Regions from separate parts of the Mus musculus genome. Here region 1 is linked to region 2. The links are chromatin contacts, called in public HiChIP or PLAC-seq maps. All regions are on one chromosome and are shown on one strand. Each heading gives the region's core, a stretch centred on a gene start, on an enhancer-like site or on the middle of the called end of the contact. The rest is flanking DNA. Distances are from core to core; before and after follow the strand shown.

Region 1 (5,262 bases), core at 2,631-5,130, 190 kb before region 2:
CACAGAGACAGTGTTTGCCTCCTGTGTCTGTCTCTTCCTTTGTTATACCCTAACCCTCTAAGTTCGTAGTTTCCAAGTGTTACATGATGTCCTAGGATTTCTGTCACTGCGACAAAACACTCCCCACCCCACCCCCACCCCCACCCCAAAAACCTGGAGAGGAACTTTACTGACTGAGGGAAGCCAAGATTGGAAGTCAAGACAGGAATGGAGAGGCAGGAGATGAAGCAGAGACCATGAAGGAGTGCTACTTTCCAGGCTGTTCCCATGGCTTGTTCAGCCGGCTTTCTTATATAGCTCAGGGCCGTCTGACTTCCCCACACCAATCATTCCTCTAGAAAATGCAGCGCAGACATGGCCACACTCCATCCAGTCCGATAGGGATAACTCCTCAACTGAGATTCCCCTCTCTTCTCCAGGTGACTACTTTGTATCAAGTTGAGAAAACTAGTCAATACAGATTTGGATATATATATATATATATATATATATATATATATTCCAAATTTCCAACTCCAGACCTGCATGGATTAAATGCAGTAGTGATTGACTTCATGTCACAAATAATGCCTTGGTGTCACATTAGGAAAAGAAATAAATGCACTTCCTCTTGGAGTCGCTTAACCAAGCGGGAGTTGGATTTGGATACTCTGTTGCGCTCCATTTCTTCTGTCCTTTGTCTGCCCCATCAGCCTGTATCTGTGCCTGTCCCTGTGTGTTTGCCTATTTTGTCTGCTTCTGTTGTATGTCTGTGTGTCCAGCCCTAACAAAGGGCTTTGCATGTGTGGAAGGAATGTGACAATTTGCAGAAATCTCTAACAGAGCTTAGAAGAAGTCACTGGCTCCAACTTGTTGGGAACAACCAAAAGAAACTTACTCTAAGTACTACTGTTTCAGACTCCATTTAATCATAGGGAGAAACTAAACTAGGACCTACGGGAGCTGGGGACTTCCCAAAAGCTGAACAGCTTCTGTTGTAAGTTCACAGTTGTCTGAGTCCAGACATCTCAGGGTCAACTTTTCCATCTTGCAGGCAGGGTCAAAGTTCTTGTTCCCAGCCCCAGGAACCAACTCCTATCCCTACTGATGGACACTCCCTTGTTCAACTTATGTTAAAATATGATTGGTCAATACCAGAGCCCACACTACTTCCCCCTTGCTTTATGGTTTCATCCTTTAAATATGCTATACAAGGTCCCTTCAGGGTCATAATTAGCTCCTGAGTCTGTTCTTCAGCCCTGATAGATCAAGAGCAGCTTGATTACCATAAACTTTTGACATCTGCATTGACCTGATGTTTGAGTAATATTGGCTGTAGGTTGGATTTAAGCGGACCCCACAACAAAACTGATCTCAACTGAACCAGACAACAAACATCATTGTTTATCAACCAATATATGGATTATTTCAACCTTTATAGTACATTTTAGGAAGTTGCTTTCAATTTCTGTATTTACTGCTGTGGTACTTTGAATAAAAATGTTCCCCATAGGCCCATAGGGTGTGGAACTATTAGGAGGCATGGCCTTGTTGGAGTAAGTGTGGCCTTATTGTAGAAAGTGTGTCACTAGGGGTGGGCTTTGAGATTTCAGAAACTCAAGCCAGACCCAGTGTCATCTTGCTTCCTCTGCCTATGGATCCAGATATAGAACTCTCAACTCCTTCTCCAGCGCCATGTCTGCCTGCATGCCGCCATGCTTCCTGCCATGATGATAATGGACTAAACCTCTGAACCCATAATCCCACCCCCAATTAAATGCTTGTCTTTATAAGAGTTGCCATGGTTTTTCATAGCAATAGAAACCCTAAAGACAGCTGCTTTTAGCAAATGATATACATGCATTATCTGGGTCAAGGGCATGTAAGGGTACATAACATAAGATTACAACTTTTTATTAGCTTAGCTTGTAAAAGATGTTTACATAGGAAGTCCAAGGCAAGTAAGGTTTGTTCTCTGAAAGGCAGGTTAAATAAACAGCACAAGTACAGAGCAGGATAGCCGACTTTAGTCTTCAGTGACCTCAAGGTGTAGTATTAGCTCGGCTGTGAGGTCCAGCAGAAAGTCCAGTCTTGTAGGGTGCTAAGAGTTGTTTTCAGAACTGAGATGATTACATAGACTAAATTTTTCAAGCTATGGCAAGGGCTGAGTATCTAGTTTGTTATAGCATGGTTGAGTTTGTCAGTTTTGCTTCCTGTCAGGCATACTTTTTGTTTTCTGGTCTGAGTCTCTGTTTGACCCTCTGCAAGGTCAAAGGCTATGTAGTAGCCACCAGCCTCAGACTTGCAGATTTTCCTGTCTAGGATTCCAGAGTCCTGGGATTTCAGTGTTGTGCCACCTTGCCTGACTTATTAGGGTTGAATGTTTCCTAGAGGTATGTGTGTTGGAGGCCTGGTCCCCAGGGTGGCAGTGTTGACAGACAGCAAAACCTTTAAGAGATGGACCCCCAATGGAGTCCTGTCACTCAAAGAGTTGAAGATAGTTTTCATGAGATGTATTTTTCCTAAGAGGAGTGTTAAAGAAAATAATATTGGTCCAGACAGCTCTCTGGTTTACTCCAAGATTTGAGCCATTGTCCCTGTTCGCACTTCTGCTATGATGTGACAGCATCCACCATCAGGGATCAACAGAAGCCAAACCATCAGACTTTGCACTTCTAACTCTGAGACCTAAATAAACATCCTTTCCTTCATAAGTCTGCCTGTCTCTAACATTTCATTATGGCAATAAGAAGTCATTCATACCAGATTGCAATACTTCACATCCCAGAATCAACTGGGCCCAATGGGTACTAAGCATTTAATTTCTGTGCATATAACATCTTCATGCGGTTCACAGTAGTTTGATGTTTTGGTTTTGTTTTTTAAATCTGGTAGTGAGGCTCAAACCCCAGCCCTCCCATCTGCTGGGCAGACACTCACTGAATCACGCCCTCTACTCACACCTGATGTTTTTATATCCAGGCTCATTTCAACCTCACTTCCACATCTAGAGAAGTCCCTGTGCTTCTCCAATTTGTACCTCAGTAACAATAGAATAGCTTGTTAATGCACAAGTCTTAATTACTGTTCCCCTGCTGTAATGAGACACCACGGCCACAGAAACTTTTATAAAGGAAATCATTTAATTGGGGCTGACTTATAATTCCAGGGGTTTAGTCCATTATCATCATGGCAGGAAGCATGGCGGCATGCAGGCAGACATGGTGCTGGAGGAGCTAAGAGTTCTATATCCAGATCGGCAAGCTACAGGGAAAGACGCTAAACTAGGACTGGGCTTTTGAAACTTCAAAGCCTAGTGACACACTTCCTCCGATGAAGCCACACCTCCTAGTCCTTTCAAGTAGTGTCACCCTCTAAGCATTTAAATATATAAACATATGGGAGCCATTACTATTCAAACCACCACAGAAGAGAAACACATCTCTGTGGCCAGCCATCAGGTTTATCCATCCAATACTTAAAAACTTTCACTATGAATAGTTTTAAATACATTATTCATCAAGGCATCTTCTGGCATTTCCTAAGCAGTATTTAATGGCTAGGTGAGATGAAGGGCAGGGAAAGATTTCAGTTACGTTTGTCTTTTCTCTCCGCTAACAGAAAAAGCAAAAGACCGTACATCACAGGGAAGAGACTGTTGTAAGAACAGCACAGTTGGCAGAGAGAGGAAAGGCTCCGGCCCTCCACCGCCAGCATGATGTAGGCAATGATGAGTTGGGTATGAGCCCAAGTGAGGGCTCTATAAAGCAGCCGCAGGGGCCAGGATCTGATACATACGTTGGCAAAAGTGTGAATCAGATAATCGGCTTTCACCATTACAGACCAGCACAGGAAGCCGAACACCTGACCTGGGTGGAGCCCGTGCCACCAGGCAGAGAAGGCAAATGTCTGCAGCAGGGGCCAGCGCCGGCTCTTCCGGAAGACGAGCCTCCTGAGCCACAGAGCTGTGCTTCGGTTCCACTGCCTGGCGAACAGGGAGATCCTGTGGGTAGTTTCCAGGGTCCAAATGTCCACGTCGGGGACGTATCCCTCCTCTCCAGGCCCCTGGCCAGCCTCAGCGCCAAAGCCCGCCGCGTGGAGGAGAGAGTCGTCCAGGATCCAATGGGAGTAATAGGTGAGTTTAAAGAGCCAGGCTGTGGACCACATGAGGTAGATGCACTCCAGCCGCTGGCAGTCATCCAGTCCAGCTCCAGCACTCACCGCGCTCCTCAGCGCCACCTTGAGGCACTCCAGCCCGAGAATCTGCAGACCCCTCCAGGTCAGAGCCCGAAAAGAGATACTCGGATACAAAGAGCTTGATCTTTGAACGCAAGCCTGAAACCTCCGGAAGGAACACAGGGAGCCTCCCAGGAGAGCAGGGAAAAAGAGCAAGTAGCTGAAATGAGGTAGAGCATCCCACAGGTGCTCAGAGAAAGAACTCTTGCTCCTGATGCCCCGCCTCGGGGCCTCCACCTTCCCTTCACAAATGTCCAGTGAGAGGGATGTGACTCTCTGCGTCAAGAGCATGAGGGAAGAAAGAGTGATGTAGAACCTGAAAGACATTTAAATAAACATGTATGTGAAGCCACGCCATATTTATTGTCTCACACTTGTTCTCTCGCCTCCAACCTGCCCACAGATCTCATAGCAAATCACGCTCCACAAACACTCTTAGAATCTTTCAGAACCGTGCATTATTCCAGGGCAAAACCACTAATTATCCCAGGCCGGGTATCACACTCCTTTAATCCCAGCATCTCAGCATGCGGAGGCAAAGGCAGTTGGATCTCTGAGTTCGAGGCTAGCATGGTTTTCAGAGCAAGAACTACACAGTCAGAACTACACAGAGAAAACCTTACCCCAACCCATCTGACTCATATTTATGCTGTCATGTGGTTGCTGGGAATTGAACTCAGGACCTCTGGAAGAGCAGTCAGTGCTCTTAGCCATTGAGCTATCTCTCCACCTCCTGGTTATAATATTTTAGAATAGCTTATAAACGGCTGGAGAGATAGCTCAGTGGGCACTTGAGACTGACAACCACAGTTCAATTCCCAGGTCCCACGTGGTTAAAAAAAAAAAGAAAGAAAGAAAAGAAAAGAAAATGAAAATGAAAAAAACCACCTAACTCCCAAAAGTTGCTCTCTGAACTCCATAGGAGTACTGTGTTGTGTACAACAAATCAATCATAAATAAATTAATTAAAAATGTTCCTTTAAAAAGAGAACGGCTTACAAATATTAGGATCAGACCTGGTGTGGTGACACATACTACATTCAAGAG
Region 2 (5,169 bases), core at 2,285-4,784:
TGTCTCCCGGTCAATAGCCCTGTTTTGCAGGGATATAAACTCCCTTTGTTGTCTTATAATTCTTCGCATGCCGGGCAACTATCAGCTACCGTAGGTGAAACTTCATCCTTGAGATAGTAAATAAGTTATAAAGATCACTATAGCCTGGCTGAACATATAACTCCTGAGTCTTCTCTTCCTTCCTCCTTTCCTCCCTCTCCTCCTTTTCTTACAGCTGCAACCAGATTATAAATATTGAAGGTCGGCTTGCAGGTTTTCCTTGGGTTTTGTTGTTTAATACGTTACTGGAATTTTTTTTTTCTTCCAAATAAGTCCATACCATTCCTTTACCGAAAGGATAGAAATGAAATCCTGTCTTCCAGGTGTCGTATTATCTCACTCTCTTACTGCACTGAGACAGTACTCTGCTGTCTCTGACAACTTGATTGCCTTCTTTGTCAATACAGTGGTGTGATTTTTTTGTTTTTGTTTTTTTTTTTTTCGAGACAGGGTTTCTCTTTATAGTCCTGGCTGTCCTGGAACTCAATTTGTAGACCAGGCTGGCCTCGAACCATACTTTTTTTTTTTTTTTTTTTTAAGATTTATTTATTTATTTATTTAAAGTACACTGTAGCTGTCCTCAGATACTCTAGAAGAGGGAGTCAGATCTCGTTATGGATGGTTGTGAGCCACCATGTGGTTGCTAGGATTTGAACTCCTGGCCTTCGGAAGAGCAGTAGGGTGCTCTTACTCACTGAGCCATCTCACCAGCCCTTTTTTTTTTTTTTTTTTTTTTTTTTTTTTTTTTTTTACATTTCATTTCTTGAAATCTTTTTCTTCAATCCTCCTATTGTAGGCAGTGTCTCCATCCAGGCTAGACCTTCCAGAATTTAATTATGACCCCGTGTAGTGACCATTTTTATACACCATCAGGATGTTCGTTTGTTTGTGTTGTTTTGTTTGTTTCGAGAAAGCATCTCTCTGTGTAGCTCTGGCTTTCCTGGAACTTGCTCTGTAGATCATGGGCTGGCCTGGAACTCAGATCTGCTTGCTTCTGCCTCCAGAGTGCTGGGATTAAAGGCGTGTGTCACCACTACCTGGTGTGTTTATTCATTAAAAATAACAGTGCCTGCTATGTGTTAGGCACTGTCCAGATGCTGGGAACACACAAAGATGCCAGGCAGGTTCCCCTCACAGGACTTATTCTTTCTTTCTTTCTTTTTTTAATTTTTTATTATTCTTTCTTACACCAGAGGTTGATAACTTTATAACAAAAGACAAAGTTTTGGTTTGAATTCAAGATAAAAAAAAAAAAGAAGAAGAAGAAAGAAAGAAAGAAAGGAAGAAAGAAAAAAAAATCAGGTTCCATACCTGGAATTAAGCCACTTTTTTTTCCTGGTGAGAGCAGAGATTCTCCCAGCATCCTGAAACCACACAACCTAATCTACCTTCTTGTAAATGGGTTCCCACTGGAACCGTTAAGGACCAGCTTGTCATTTTTTTCTTGGGTCCTTGCCAGGCTCCTGCGGAACAATGTCTCTCTGTGGAGTGTATTCAGGCAGGAATCGCCAAGAAGGGCAAAGGGCTAGCTAGTTCTACTGGCCGGTGCAGCCACCCAAGCCCACCACTCACGTATCGCTCAGAAAGACACTGCCCCCTCGTGGTTCCTCTTATAACTGACTGAAAAACCGGCCGAGCAAAGAGCTGCCAATCAGCACAATCAATAAATCAAAACGCGGACAAAGTTTCCAATCAACTGCAGTTTTGCTTCTGAACTTTTTCTACCGCTGTTCCAAAGACTCTTGGTTCATTTCCTCCCAGAAGGCATCTTGGTTCCTACAGAGAGCAGTGGTATTATGACAGCAACTTAAAACATTATTTTCCTTTAGAAACTTTCCCACGTCTCCAGATCCCCTCAAAGAAAACTTATGATCTAAAACCAAGTATCACTATGGATTTTCACTTCGCAACGCCTTTAAAAGCAAAAGAACGACGTTGCGCGTATCCTGCTTTTTATAATTTGAACCAGGATTCAGCGACTATGTTGCCTTGGAGTTGTTTGGGGTATCTTGTCTCCACAACACTACTTTGAATTGCCTAAAGGCAGGGCCCTTATCTTCAGCTCCCACCCTCTCCCGCCTCACCCCACCCCCAACCGCACACAAAGCGGGGAAGGGTAAAGAATGTGGAGTAGGGAGAAAGAGATAAACAGTTAAACCAAGCCATAAATGAGAAATCGTGATTGGTGCGGCATGCCAGACGAACTTCCTCAGAGAGACAGGCACCATCCGCTGAATCGTGGGTTTTAAATGTCTGTCCAAACTAGTCAAAAGTCTAGGAGCTTACAGGATCTATTGTTGGAAAAGTTCTCTAGGACCAGGAAAATGGAAACTTCCTTAATAATAATGCTAGCTTCCGCCTATTGTAAACCACAATTGTGCAAGTATGGGTGTTAGGAACCTGAGGCTCGCCCCACCTATAATCTCTAAAACCCTGGGATATATATATATATTCATACATACATACATATATGCACACACACATATAATGATTGTAATATATATGTGTGTGTGTATATATATAATCAGTGAAATGGGAGAATATGTATGTGTGTGTATATATGTATGAAATATTTATTCATTTTATAGATGAGGAAGTGGAAGCTATGCGGTCATCCGGTGTTGGGTAATTGCTTTGATTCTCTAGAGATAAATGTCTTGACCTTTGAGGGGCAGTGAGGGATATTTAGTCAACAAGTACATATGGAGGGCCTACTACGCTCCGGGACTACGCTCCAGGTAGCCTACTTAAGTTATGGCAGAGATAAACAGGACGTAGTCCTGTATTCCAGGAAGGGGCTCCCCGTAGAGTGATGTAAACAGACCCGATTCCAGAACAGTCTGGTGCCGGCTGTGCGAGTCTGAACAGGGGCGGCCGGAAGCCTAGAGAGCGATAGCGGCCGAAGTGGGGGGGGCGGGGGGAGGCTGGGAGGTTTCGCTGTACTCGGGCACCCGCAATGGGGTGGCAAGCGGTGTCCTGCAAAAGCGGGGCTCGGTGGTGGGCTGTCCCGCGTGCCCGTCACCTTTCTGCCCGGGAAGAACCGAGTCTCGGCGGGTATTGCCACGGAGGGTGGGTTTGGGTGCACACCCGTCGTGAAAAGCAAGCAAACAAAAGTAGCGCGCTCCAGTCCATGTGCCCCCCACCCCTACCCCGAAAGGCTTGTCCTCGGCTCTGAGCCCCCTCTCCAAGCCCACCGCCGCTGGCCCGCCCAGACGCCTAGGTCCACGGGGTTGGAGAAAGAAGGGGCGGCCCGACCTTCCGCCCGCGGTCCCCGCGGCCTCGTGACCCCGGTGCCGACCCCCCCTCCCCCAAGCCCAACCCAGCCCAGCCCAGCCCAGCCCTGGGTTCGACCGCTCCGCCCCGCGCCCCTCCTCTCGCGGGGGGCTTCGCTGTCCCGATCCGCGTCTCTCTGGGCTGCGTCCGGCCGCGCACGTCCAGGGAGGGCGGAGGGAGGAGAGGAGGGAGGGGAGGAGAGGAGGGAGGGGAGGAGAGGAGGGAGGGGAGGAGGGAGGAAGGCGAGAGAAAGCGCGCTGCGTGCGGCCCCGCTGCCCAGAGCCTGCCAGCAGCGCGTCCTCGGCGGCTCCGGTCCCAACCGCGCCCGCCGCCTCGCCTCCTCGGTCTCGGCCGCGTCCCGACTCCGGGGCTCGCCCGGCCTCTCGGAGGTCCCCGCCCGCCGGTCCGTCTCGGCTCTCCGCTGCGCCGCCCGGCTCCAGCCCCGCAGCCCGCCCCGGGGGAAGGTAGCAGCGGGCGAGCGCGCCCTCGCCCTCGCCTCCAACCCCGCGCCCCAGTCCCGCGCGGCGACGAAGGACCGGGAAGATGAACGGCGGCGGCAAAGCCGAGAAGGAGAACACCCCGAGCGAGGCCAACCTTCAGGAGGAGGAGGTACTGAGGGGGACTGGCTGGGGGGCGCGGGGCGCACGGGCCGGGGCTGGGGGGAGTAGCACGGGACGCGGGCGTCCGGAGGGCGCGGGACTGGGTCCACGCGCGTCCGCCTGCCTCTGGTTATTGCATAAGTTTTGAGGACTTTCCCGAGACTTTTGTAAGTAGAATGCTCAGCTTTGTCTACTCGGGATGTTGAAAGCGGAATCGAGAGCTGACTCCCGGGTGACCTCAGATGATTGGGACCAGGGAGGGTCAGGACTTGGGTTCTTGCGTCTTGCAGCTGGAAATTGGAGGGAGGGAGGTATGGCGAAGGGAGAAACTCTGGGAAAGTTCTCAGTAAAAGATACTTCCGACCCCAGCTCCCCTCCCTCTCTTACTCCCTCCCTCCCTTTCGGTGTTAAAAGTTCTGGGTGAAATATCTTCTTAGCTGAGACATTTTGGATTAATAGATAACTCATAGGACGCATTCTTCTCCGATGAGTCGGAGACCCCCGCCGAACCTGGGAGAGGTCGAATGTGGGGGTGGGGGCGTAGAGTAACAAGGGCTAAAAGCTTTGGGTTCCCCAAAGCAAAGGTGCGTGGAGGGTGTTTTTAAAGGGGGGAAAATCACAACTTTATGTGGCACACTCGGAATTTACAAACAATTTGCGGCTGTGGTGCGTTTCTTACTGAAAACGCCGGTGGTGGACGGGGGTGTACTTGGGGCTCGTGAATTTTGTCAGTTTTGTGATATCCTGTTTCGCCTTCACTCCTGCAAATGTGTTATCTGGAATACAAGAAATTATATTTACCATTTTAAAGGTCTCCCAGAATTGAGTGTGCAGTAGCAGAAACTGCCCATCCCACTATAACGTAAAAAAGTGTTCTTACAGGTAATTTACATCCTAATAAAGGGGACGTACACAACCCGAACTGACTCTAAAGCAGTTAGTATGGTGAGAGTATTGGGACGCTTGTGCAAACTTAAACACAGAGAGTGAAACCAAACATTAAAGAAGAGTATCCATCTACCCAACTCAGACCTGCGTGAACTATCCACTGGTAAAGTGGGAACTGTTTAAATGGGGAAGACAGGAGAGATCGAAACGTATGCAAATCAATGCAAAAATAGATCTTAGCTCAGTTGTGACTTGGTGCCTCTTAAATGAATGGAAGAGTTGAAAAACTGCCTCTTCACCTGAAGAAATTAGCTATTTTATCAGCAATACTGCTTTGGAAAGTTTTGTGTATACTGTTTTATAACAAAGC

Evidence for each region. HiChIP or PLAC-seq counts read pairs in DNA pulled down with a chosen protein or histone mark.
Region 1: an H3K27ac HiChIP or PLAC-seq map of embryonic stem cells shows a contact between it and region 2, with 5 read pairs. The contact joins the enhancer-like site here to the promoter of Rbpms in region 2. A contact is called at or near these places in 2 of 39 promoter capture datasets (the 3T3-L1 cell line and the C10 cell line), 4 of 115 datasets of contacts at active chromatin or transcription factors (embryonic stem cells, microglia and pancreatic cancer cells) and 3 of 9 other capture datasets (adipose tissue, liver and pancreatic islet).

What each region holds. Positions count from the first base shown.
Region 1 is chr8:34,123,024-34,128,285 of GRCm38.p6, reverse strand. Mboat4 (membrane bound O-acyltransferase domain containing 4) reads right to left here. Exons shown (of 3, transcript NM_001126314.2): 3 at 3,101-4,531. The coding sequence ends at 3,568. Among named protein-coding and RNA genes, the nearest start is that of Gm39158, 4.8 kb to the right of the region's middle. Within about 2 kb of position 3,880, at least 108 of the 459 cell types and tissues checked have an H3K27ac peak or open chromatin away from gene starts, as enhancers often do. A contact at or near this core is called in embryonic stem cells and pancreatic islet, where this site is marked.
Region 2 is chr8:33,928,228-33,933,396 of GRCm38.p6, reverse strand. Rbpms (RNA binding protein gene with multiple splicing) reads left to right here and starts at 3,534. Exons shown (of 8, transcript NM_001042674.2): 1 at 3,534-3,921. The coding sequence starts at 3,856.